2 separate regions of the Acanthopagrus latus genome follow, and region 2 is linked to region 1. The links are chromatin contacts, called in public Hi-C maps. All regions are on one chromosome and are shown on one strand. Each heading gives the region's core, a stretch centred on a gene start, on an enhancer-like site or on the middle of the called end of the contact. The rest is flanking DNA. Distances are from core to core; before and after follow the strand shown.

What was found. Hi-C and Micro-C count contacts between places; a contact is called where the count stands out from the background.
Region 2: a contact with region 1 is called in a Hi-C map of muscle, with 5 times the contacts expected there. The contact joins the promoter of ralgapa2 here to the promoter of nkx2.2a in region 1. A contact is called at or near these places in 3 of 4 Hi-C or Micro-C datasets (liver and muscle).

The regions. Positions count from the first base shown.
Region 1 is chr16:17,164,874-17,170,381 of fAcaLat1.1, forward strand. It overlaps nkx2.2a (homeobox protein Nkx-2.2a), which reads left to right and starts at 2,608. Exons shown (of 3, transcript XM_037125126.1): 1 at 2,608-2,865.
Region 2 is chr16:17,323,813-17,329,320 of fAcaLat1.1, forward strand. ralgapa2 (ral GTPase-activating protein subunit alpha-2) reads left to right here and starts at 2,406. Exons shown (of 40, transcript XM_037072098.1): 1 at 2,406-2,655. The coding sequence starts at 2,550. It overlaps LOC119004832 (a long non-coding RNA gene), which reads right to left and starts at 2,477. Exons shown (of 2, transcript XR_005070323.1): 1 at 2,349-2,477; 2 at 2,059-2,240.

The DNA of each region.
Region 1 (5,508 bases), core at 1,358-3,857:
AAAACCCTTCCATGCAAGCCATAAATCCGATATTTTGATGGAAATACCAGACATTTCATGAGTGCTCTAAGGGAACTTTTTTTTTTCTCTCCCTCCACTCAGCTAACACTGACACAGTCCGCCACTTTCACACTATTTGTTCCCTCCCCTCTCTTCCTCTCCAGTGGGTAACATAACAGGGCATAAATGTTAAGACCGATCGCCCTGCACTCCTCAGAGCTCCTCAGATTCACAATGCACCGTTGTCATTTAAGAAATGGTAATATCCGCCGGTGTGCAGAATTGGGCACTTTGTTGGAAAACAACTCATCTCCTCTACTTTGCCTCACATCTCTTAAAGGGCTAAAAAACACCCATTCACGCGCTTTAACACCGAGGGCTTTGGTGATCTAATGCTAAACCTCTCTAAGTGCGTGTATCTGTGGAGAAGAAGGAGGAAAAAAGAAATGCTAAGCCTTTCAAATTGATGGCACCGGCCATCATCGTGTATGAGCCTCGAAGTGAGCCCTCAGGTTTAATCAAACTTTGTTCTCCCCCCTCCTTTTTTTCTTTCTTTCTTTCTTTCTTTTTTTTTCAAAGTGTATCTTCCATGAAAATCAACCCGCTCTCCCTGGCGTTTGTGTGTCGAGAAGCTCTCCATCGTTTTCGTTCCCCTCGAGTGGTCGATACATTAAAACTTGAACTGATTGATTTCAGACCGCCGTGCCATCAGTGTCCTTACGCGGCCGCTAACTACATCTGAAGTATCTTAGTCATCAGGCTCCAGGGCAGGGATTGATAATAGCTTGACCGGCGAGGCCTATCTTACCCATCCTTTTTTTTTTTTTTTTTTTTTTTTTTTTTCAGGAGGTCTCGTATTTAGCGCCCAGAGCACTTGTGGCGAAATCTCAAACGAGCACAAGTGTATTCACAGGGCGGCTGAGTGGAAAGCTTTCTCTCACATGCGCCCCGGACCTCATGAATACATTCCAACTCTAACTAACTACTCCGCCTTAATGCAGAATTTCAAAAACGTGGTATGAGGCCAATTTATTTATTTGTATTCTCCGCGTCTTAGCGATACTCTTGAACGCGGTGATGGCGGGGAGGATAATCTCCCGTCTTTCATCAGCAAAGTGGCCCCAGCACAAAACCCATCAGTAAATGTATTCGCTATTGATTGATGGTCGCTCCTGCACTACCAGGCAACACCATTATTATCATGCATAGATTCCAGACTGCCCACAATAAAATCATTGTTCTGATTTAAGTTATCCAAACCCCCCCAGAGGTGTCGGTCGTAATGGCACAACTAGTGTTTGCCTGGTATTGCTTTCTTCCTCGACAATTACTGGCGTCTCCTGTCATCATCTTTACACCGGCCACATACACCTCGTAACGACCTCTGACAGAGGAGAGGATGTTTTCTGTGCGGGGAGGTGTTGCCGGTGGTCGTGCAACAGGTGTAAATAGACGCTGCCGAAGAGATTTGAGGCATTTATTTTATTTAATTATCTTTTTTTTTTTTTTCATGAAAACAGCGGCTAAAAATAAACAGTAAAAATGAGTCACGCAGCGGCTCCTTTTCTGCTCGTGTTTGGAAAATCAGGCTGAAGAAGAAGTTGCCGTTTTTCACAGCGTATTACGCACACATTACGCCTCCCACGGTTTATAAACGCGTTGCCAGTTTGCTTGAGCTGGAATGGATACTAATTTAATTATATGAACGTGTACTGTGCGGATTCTATCTTCTAAAAATGCCAAAGGAAGATGGTTTGGTTGTTTTCTTTGAAAGCACTAGAATACTCTGGCATAGGCTATGTGCACTTTTTGAAATGTTATTTTCTTCTTACCTTTAGGATATAAAGTTGCGGGAATAATACCATCACCATGCATGCCAAATGTTTTCCGTGTGGCTTTGAGATTGATACATCAAGCTACGTGCATGCAAAAACACCTGACTATTCGTACTGATAATAGTAATAATAAGAATAAGAATAAATATTATTATCTGTTTGTTGTGTTGCACTGAAGCAGATTACTTTAACGCCTCGTTAACGCGCCACTGAGCAGTGATTTTGGCATCCACAGCCGGCTTTTTTTTTGTGTGTGTTTCTGAGTGACACTTTCTCCGCTCTGTGGCCCTCGGCTCACACACATTTGCGCCTGTTTTTCGCTTGTCGACACATGTGGATCTATTTAGCAAACATTATGTGTTAGTGGCCCGCCTCATGGGAGATGCCCGGGTCCCGAGTCATTGTGAATTACTGTGACCTTGGTTATCAATCATTTTATCGGGGTATCTAATGTAAACGCAGCCGTGGCGTGGACAACATGCCACATCTGCTCTTTGGACAGCGCTGCTTCTTGGTTACCAAGCGATTTATTAGAGCGCCCTGCGCGACGAATAATAGGTCGCGGTATAAAGATCAACCGGCAGCTCTTCCATAGGCGCACAATTATCTCTTAAACAGGCTGTTGTGACATTATCATCCACCTGCACTGTGTGGCAGATAGTTTGGTGTCCCCAAAGCCTCCCAAAGACAGAAAACTAGTTGTGTGGGTTAAAAGCAGCGCCCTCAGGGAGCTGTGTTTGCGCTCAAGGCCAATTTATTGCCGATGAACATATGGCCAATATTTTGTCTCACGTCATAGCAAGGGTAAAGCAAACACCGTGCAATGTGAGCGAGTCAGCAAGAGCAGAGCCACTTGGCCAGCTATGCAAACGCTCTTGGACAATATGAGAAGAGGAGCACTTGCTTTCTGGGTATATAAACCACATCAGGCTTATCTCTGCACGCACTCCTGACTCCCATTTGGAGATATTTCATTAACCCTGCGCGCTGTCTTAACGCTGGCAACACATTCAGCCCCCCTCCTGTCTAGGTAAGCGCACTGGATGCTCCAGTCAGTTTGCATACAATATTTCTCTCTCTCTCTCTTTCTCTTTTTCTTCTTTTTTTCTCTTTTTCAACAGACTAATCGGCATTTCTTATTTTCTTGCTTATGGTATTGTATGCGTACCTGCGCGTATTTAAGTCCCTGAGTGTAGAATAACCCTGATCTCTATAACCCTGCTTAGAATAGGATCCTTATTCAGAATGCAGGCCTGTGTGTGTTTAAGCGCACTGTCGCTGGTGGCCATTAGACACTCACGTGGGCAGTTTGTGCCTGGCTGAACAGTGTCGTTGTGACTGTGAGAGTGGCCTGCGCCTTCACGCCCGAGACTGATTTTTTTTTATTTCTTCTTTTTTTAAGAAGGGCAGGATTTGAATATCTTTAGCATTTCTTAAAAAAAAAAAAAAAAAAAAAAAAAAAGTATATGCTTTTTTTTCCCCAACAACCAAATAAAATCCACACATTTTAGATCAGAACTCAGCACACAGTTTCCATAAACGTTGCCCTGACATGGTAACGCCTCATTTACCGAAGAGCACCTGTGTGTCTTAAAGTTTGCCGGGCATAGATGAAGATAACATGCGTTTGCAGAAAAGGCGTCCAAACTGTCCCTTATATTTTAGAAATCTTCCCATTTGTCCGAGTCCACGTCCGAGCGTTGGCTGTTTTAGTTGTCTAATTGGGTGCGAACAATAAGACACCCCCTGTTGTTTCTTAAATGTGCCGGTAGAGACCGCTAGAGCTCTACAGATGTCAACAGCTGTTAATGTTATTACCGCACTCACACACAGGCTGCCTAACAAGGAGGACAAGTTGTCTGTACTTGTGCCATCTCGAGCGGGGCAGATCAGGTTCTCCTGGAGAGGGTGATTTATTTATTTATTTACTTATTTATTTATTCATTCATTAATTCATTCATTCATTCATTCACCCATTTGTCCAAATGTTCCACACATTTGCAAATAGTGGTCGTCCCTCCCGAATCATCTGAAGAAGTCTCGGAGACTCGAGCCATTTTTACCCCCCCCCCGCCCCGCCTCACCCACCCCGCCAATGTCAGCGCGATATTGAAATGGGAAGTGATTAGAAAATAATAAACCCCTTTTTAGCAATTCGTCTTACACAGAAAAAAAAAGATTAAGGCGAATGGCACAGCGTGGCATGAAATTCAGCGTTACAAATAAACTGGTGGTTTAACAAATGAAGGCAAGTCCTCGGGGCATGGGCGCACTGCTATAATCTCGCCGTGACATGTTTAATCATTAGAGGAAAGGAGACGAATAAAGACTTTTGCCCGGGAGGAAAAGGTGGCTGGATTTCTGTTAAAAAAAAAAAAAAAAAAAATGATTTCTACCCCGAAGCCAAGTCTCCCCAGGCCACGGCTTAGCCCCCATAATAAATAAACCGGACCCGTTTTACCTGCATATTATATATAGGCTTTTAATCATAGAGGGAGGAAATCGGTCTTGTCACTCTGTACATTTATCATGGACACCCTGAGGCAGGCGGGGTTACCTTTATCAAAGACTAACTCCCTGCCTCAGGCATCCAAACACGCTGAAATTCAGCGATTAAAGGAGGCACTGATCAACATTATTATGGATTCTCCCGCGGCATTCTTATTTGTGCATTCAATCGAAAGATTTATTTAATCAAGAATATAAAAAGCTCTTTCTTCACTTATTTGGGAACAATCGTGGGCATGAATTTTTAGGAGGGAATTATAATTAATCAGACGGGGGCCCGTTTTTTTTTCTTGGGGTTCATCCGAAAAATTAATTGTTTTTGGATGAGTCCATTCTGCTGTACGTTTGATTGCAAAGCGGGGATCAGAAAAAAAAATGTAACGAGCTTTAATAATGAGCCAGTCAGCTCTGTTGCTTATAATATTAAAATGGGAGCACTGGCGAAACTGGGGAAGGCATAATTATAGCAGCAGTGATCACATAAAAAAAAGAAGATTGTGCGCTGTGCAGTGTTAACACACAAAAGTCAAATGAAACACCCAACGAGAAATGATATTACAGTGTATCGTTTTAGTGTCAGATGTGGAGATTTAGTGTCAACTGAACTCTAATAAGCGGGTGATGGGAAGCACCAGCAGCCCCGCGCCCCGTATTGTCCTTTAAATCCTGATGCATCTGCAGCTCAGAGGCCCTTCTTTACTGCATCTTCTCTCTGCTCTAACAACCCCAGCTTACACACACACATACACACACACACACACACACACACACACACACACACACACACACACTCACACACACATTTTACGACAGACTCACTGTCCTAACTGAGGCTTGAGGATGATTTAGGCACAAAGAGGAAAAGTGCTGCGCGTCTGCAAAAATGTTCCAACTTTTTAAGTTTCTTTTAAACGGGATGATACATTTTCACGACTTCTTAAGTACAAAAACAACAAAAATGAGGACTAAAAATGACCGAAAACAACATAAACTATTACACAAATAATAATAATAATAATAATAATAATAATAATAATAATAATAATAATAATAATAATAATAATGAGGATGATAATAACAATAATATAATCTTTATCCAGCAACAACAACAAAAAACATTTTAAAAAATAATATGTCTGGTTTGTATTTTTTACTCTAAATCAAT
Region 2 (5,508 bases), core at 1,156-3,655, 160 kb after region 1:
AAATAATTTTCTCAGCTTAGCCTCAAAATTAATTGCCTCCAAAGTAAGACAGATAGGTTCAGACAAGCGAAAGTGTGAGATTGCAACGAGTGTCAGTTTACTGGGGCTGATTAACGGACACATCCAATTTCTTCAAACTTAAGATTCATCTCAGAACATAAACACTTGTTTTTTTCGTTTGTTTTTTTTCTCCTTTTTTTTCATTTCCAAGATGGAATTTGTTGTGTGCACAACCATGTAGAACAAATGATTTTGAAAATCCATTAAAGCCATAAGCACACCGAACTCTGTGCAATTTAGCATAACCCTAAGTTTACTTTTGACTGCAGGAGAGCTCTTCTATTTAAAGATACCCTTGTATTCTTATTCTCATTTATGAAAATCTCCAGTTTTAAGTGTCAAGTGGGCGCAGCTTGTGAGCAGTGAGACTGTTATTCCCCTTTTCTCCTCATGCGTGTCAGCATATCAGAGTGTGAACATCAAATGATACAGGTCTCACTCATCTGGACGTTAGGTTTCCTGGTTCAGTCTTATCTGTATTGTAACAATTGCTGCATTCAGTTAGGAAGACTGATAGGGAGACATGTTTTTTTTTCTGAGGTTTGGCCATCGTTATGCAATTATATAGTATGCTATATACAATATTAAATGGATTATTTGACACCTTTACTACAATAATGCACTATCCAAAACTTCTTATGGTAGGTAAACACACATATATAACCAATTCTATCAACAATAACTTGATTCCATTGTAGTGCCCATTAAGTCAGTGGGCAACCATGCACCACACCAGAGCCAATGAACTTAACAATGGAAATGGAATGCACTCATCATTAATGTTTTTTAAAACTGTGTAGCTTGGTTCTTGTAATGACGGAAATGAATCAAAGGAGCACACATTTTGTCAAAATAATATACTAATGAATTAATGAACACAGAAAACTCTACTGTGTGGTTATCCAATGGATTTTAATATCAGGCCTGCATGCCAAATCCATCCAAATTGCACTCATGCACTGTAACATACAGAACATTCTTCTACAGTCCAAGTGTGTTAACTATGTCTCGTAATGTGATAATAAGATGCTGTGTGTTTGCTAAAATTACCCCTTACACTTGGTGTGATAGGGTTTTCATTTATCAAACCTGTTGGAGTCATTTTCAAAAATGCCAACAAACATCCCGTCTCCTCAAATGGGAGAGTCAGAATCAGAATGACTTTACAGATTCCCGAGGAAAAATTAGTATGTTAGAGACTTGTGCGAAAAAATAAATAAATAAATAAAATGTGTGCAATAAACTTTGATATGTGACAGCTACACACACATACATACTATATATATATATATATATATATATATATATATATATATATATATATATATATATATATATATATATATATATATATACACACACACACACAGACACACATTTGAAAATAGAATTGCTATTGAATTGAAATAGAATAGAAATGGAGACTAAATTACAGTGTAGATAATGTTGACTAATATCAGAGTTTGTAAAACTTGATGGTAGTTAACAGTATAAATGAATGCTACGTGAAATCTATAAATGACATTTGAACATTGCACATGATGTTGCACAGAAAAAAAACTGGTGGATTTGCTTGTTAGTATTCTTGTATAATATTACAGTGGAGGTTTAGGGTTATGATTGTTGGCTTGACATAACGAGCTGTTATGACGGCTTGGGCTTGAAGTTGTGATGGGCATTTTTTTTTCTCCAGATACTTAGAAAATATCATAGAGACAGTAAACTTCAGATTAATCAGTCATGAAAATGATCTGCGCTTGCCGCTCTATTGTACAATCATACACCCGTATTTCCATTCCAGACAGTCATCCAGGGAAGTCTCCCACTTTAGCTTTACGTGTACTTAAATATTATTCCTCCCGGTGCATTGCTATTCAAATGATAATTTAATATTATGAAAGTATGATAAAGATGGATCCTCATCTCCTCTGCTGTGGTGTTTATCCATTTCGACCACCAGGGGGCGTTTGGGAACTAGAAGAACAACATAACTCATCCTCATTTTATCAAACCTGTATTGTATGAAAGAAAGTAATATCGATAAGCCCCTTTCTTAGACGGAGGGTGGGTGCCAGTCTTCAGCACAAGTTTGCTGCAGGATGCATTCAAGCTTGTCTTTAGGTACACGTTGGAACTGAAACGAGAGGGAACCTTTCTCTGCACAATGTAACAGCTCGGCCCTGAAAAAAAAAAAGTCCAAGTATCCTGAAAGATGGAATAATTAATCAAAATGGACAGAACAAACAGATGAAGTGCAAGGTGGAACGGTTATAAACAAGGAGGCGTACACAAGTAATATGACCACTCCTCTCTGTCAGGCTGCTTCCGTGTTTACACACCCACAAAAAAACAGGACACCAGCGGCCATCGGACCAATGTTTACCGAGCAGGCATAGCGTGGTGGTGAGGAAAGTGACAGTCACACTGGAGGCTTGGTGTATGGTGAAACACAGGTGATTTCAGCTTCCACGGTTGCATTGTACAGCGGAATGTTCACTCGAAGGGGGCATGGAGACGTCAAGAAATCTACACAGAAAGTTCTGGACCCAAAGAAGGATGTACTGACCCGGCTCAAACACCTCCGGTCACTGTTAGGTGAGTGAAATGTCACCGGGCTTTTGATGCTGCATCGCCGAGGCTTAGCTAGTCGAGCTAGCTAGCTAGCTAGCCGATAACAGCTAACGTCAAACAAGGCGTCAGGTTAGCTGGCTGGCTGGCTGGCTGTCACTGCGGTGACCCAGTCAAGCAAGATGACAGGTAGCATAAACTCGCACAATGCCAAAAAAAACCCAACATTGCTATTTAAAGTGTTTGCCACTTACCATATGTTTCCATTTTATTTTTTTTTACGCGCTCATAAAAGACAAGTCACTGTGATAAGGCATGGATGCTAGCTAACGTGAGCTAGCTCTCCTTGTGGCTAACTAGCCAGTCGATGCTAGCCGAAGCTACCTTGTCAGAGCATCAGTGGTGGAGAAGCAGATGCCCACAACAACATCTGTTGTCATTTAGTCCTGTGTCATCCTGTCTGTATTACAAAACGTAGTAAATGCAAGACTCTAGCTCAGCACTGAATATGACAAATATAGGTCTCCAGCGATAGACTTTAAAGAGAATAGATCTTTCCAGTAGCTGGTTGTCAGGTTGGGCTGCTATCAAGTTACACTGCCCCAGAGATACTTGATTTGAAAATAATGCAAAACGTAAATGTGTCGTACTGAAGGAGTGCTCTGTTGCTTTCACTGGACAAGGAAGTGCAGGATTTACGATAGTCATAAAGCTGTTGTGTAGCTGATTTTTCAGCCCTCTTTCTTCACTGTGAAGGCTGAAAGAGACATGAATTTGCTCTGCTGTAGCCTGACTTGTGCTGCATATCAGAGTTCCGTATTACACACAATGGAACCTATTTCCAATCCACTTTCAAATAGCATGATTTGCTAAAGAGTCCAGATAGTGGATTTCTTTGCCCCTAAAAGGCCTGGATGCCAAATCCACTTTACAAAAATCATTCAAATAGGAGGCAGATGACTGCAGACTCTAGGTCTGCACAATATGGTAGACATAGATATTGTAATTATGTTCATCAATGTTGAGTATTACTTTGTGAGTCATGGTTAATGGGAATGATCATTTTTGCATTGCAATATTAATTTTCACAGAAAAAAAACAAACAAACCTTTTCACACATTTTACCTAAATTAACACCTGGCAGCTGCGATGAGAGCAGTGCACTTAGCAGTTTAGCTAATATTTTCATTGATGATGCAGCTGTAACTGTATCTGAATCATTCTATTAAAACCAAGAAGCCTTGCGTAGTGTTGGGTACTGTAGCATGTGTACATGTACAGCCCTGTTATTTTTCTCATTGCATCACAGCCAAACTGCGTCAGTGGGTACATTGGGAAAGTGTATAGAGGAGGAAAGTTGTCAAGAGGGAATTGCGAGATATGCATGAAAACTACAATGGATTCATGACAAGTGCAGTGTACTATATGATGTGCTTTCCCTCCAGGATTTCAGTGGAAGAAGGCCACATATGCTCAGGTAGCCACAGAAATTGCCTCTCATAAGAAAGTAATGCAATCTAATATGTATTCTCATCAACTCTTACTTGTACTTGCATAGTAATGCAGTGGGCGGCTGCGCAGTATGCTTAAAAAATCAGACTTGGATTGCAGTATGTTTCACAATTGGTGAAAATGATCCTTTGCAGCACAGTTTTAATTTTCTCATGTGTTGGGGTCTATAGCAAAGATGTGCTTTTACATCTGGAGAACAAGATTTGTATGCCAGGGCATCTCGGCAGAACAACAGTACTTCATTTTATTGCTGTTTTGTCCCACAGTTTTACGTTTTTAGAAAAAGAAATAAATATTGCAGCATTTTGCAATTTGGATATTGCACCTAGATATATTGTGACTTTGACTATATTTTGATTAATTGTGCAGCCCTAAACACAGTATAGATTGAACTGATGTTCAAACAATCATAACATCTTTATCACTGTTCATATGTTTTGATATCTACCACAATTCAGCACATCACTGACAGATATATAAATATATATCTGGCGTTGCAGTCGAAGTCATGGGAAAGGAAGTGCCACACTGGGGACAAAGTTCTTTTGAACTTTTTATAGTCAAGGGCATCTTTTTATTGACCTGTTTGCTGTGTTATTGATCAACAGCACATGTGACAGCAAGTATCTGCTCAAGAGTTTTCAGAGGCTTGAGGAAAACTGTTGGGGAGTTAAAATGGTTAGTTCTTTTTGCTATCACAGCACACCTTCAATGTCAAGACTAGTACAGCCAAAGTCTCGGTCAACACAGAGCTCTGCATAGTCTCTGTGTTTCTCTTTCCCTCATGTGCACTTCAAGATAAGGCTGATCTGTTTGTCCAGCAGCTGATGGTAGGGCCTACATGTTGATGCCCCCGCCAACCTCCCTGATTTCACCTCGCTTTCAGCTAAGGAAGGATTTCTTCCTGGTGCTGCTGGTTTCCTGTGTGGACAGGAAGCAGTGGTGAGAGATGGGGTGCTATGTAGGACAGGACAGGGACTTGAGGGAATATAACAAGCCTTGTTTCCCTTCTGACAGCGTTTTGTATTTTTGTAAATCATACTGTTCATTATACTTGCAAGTGCACTCTCAATGAATAGAATGTCTGTCTAGCATAATTCCCTCATGTGATAATTGTAAAATCAACAGTTACAGTGTATTTCAATAACATTAAAACAAGGGTTAGGGTTATCCTGTATGCTTTTATTTTTAGAACTGCATCAGAAAAGTTAATTTAACCTTGTTAATCTTGTCCAAACTCATTGTCCACTAGTGTATATGAAAAAGTTGTGTCCCATCATCTCTGTGCCTTTGTGTAGTACCAGGACAAGAAAATCTATTTAACTAATTTGTTGAATCAAGTTGTAGTTATCAATGGTACTGAAGTTG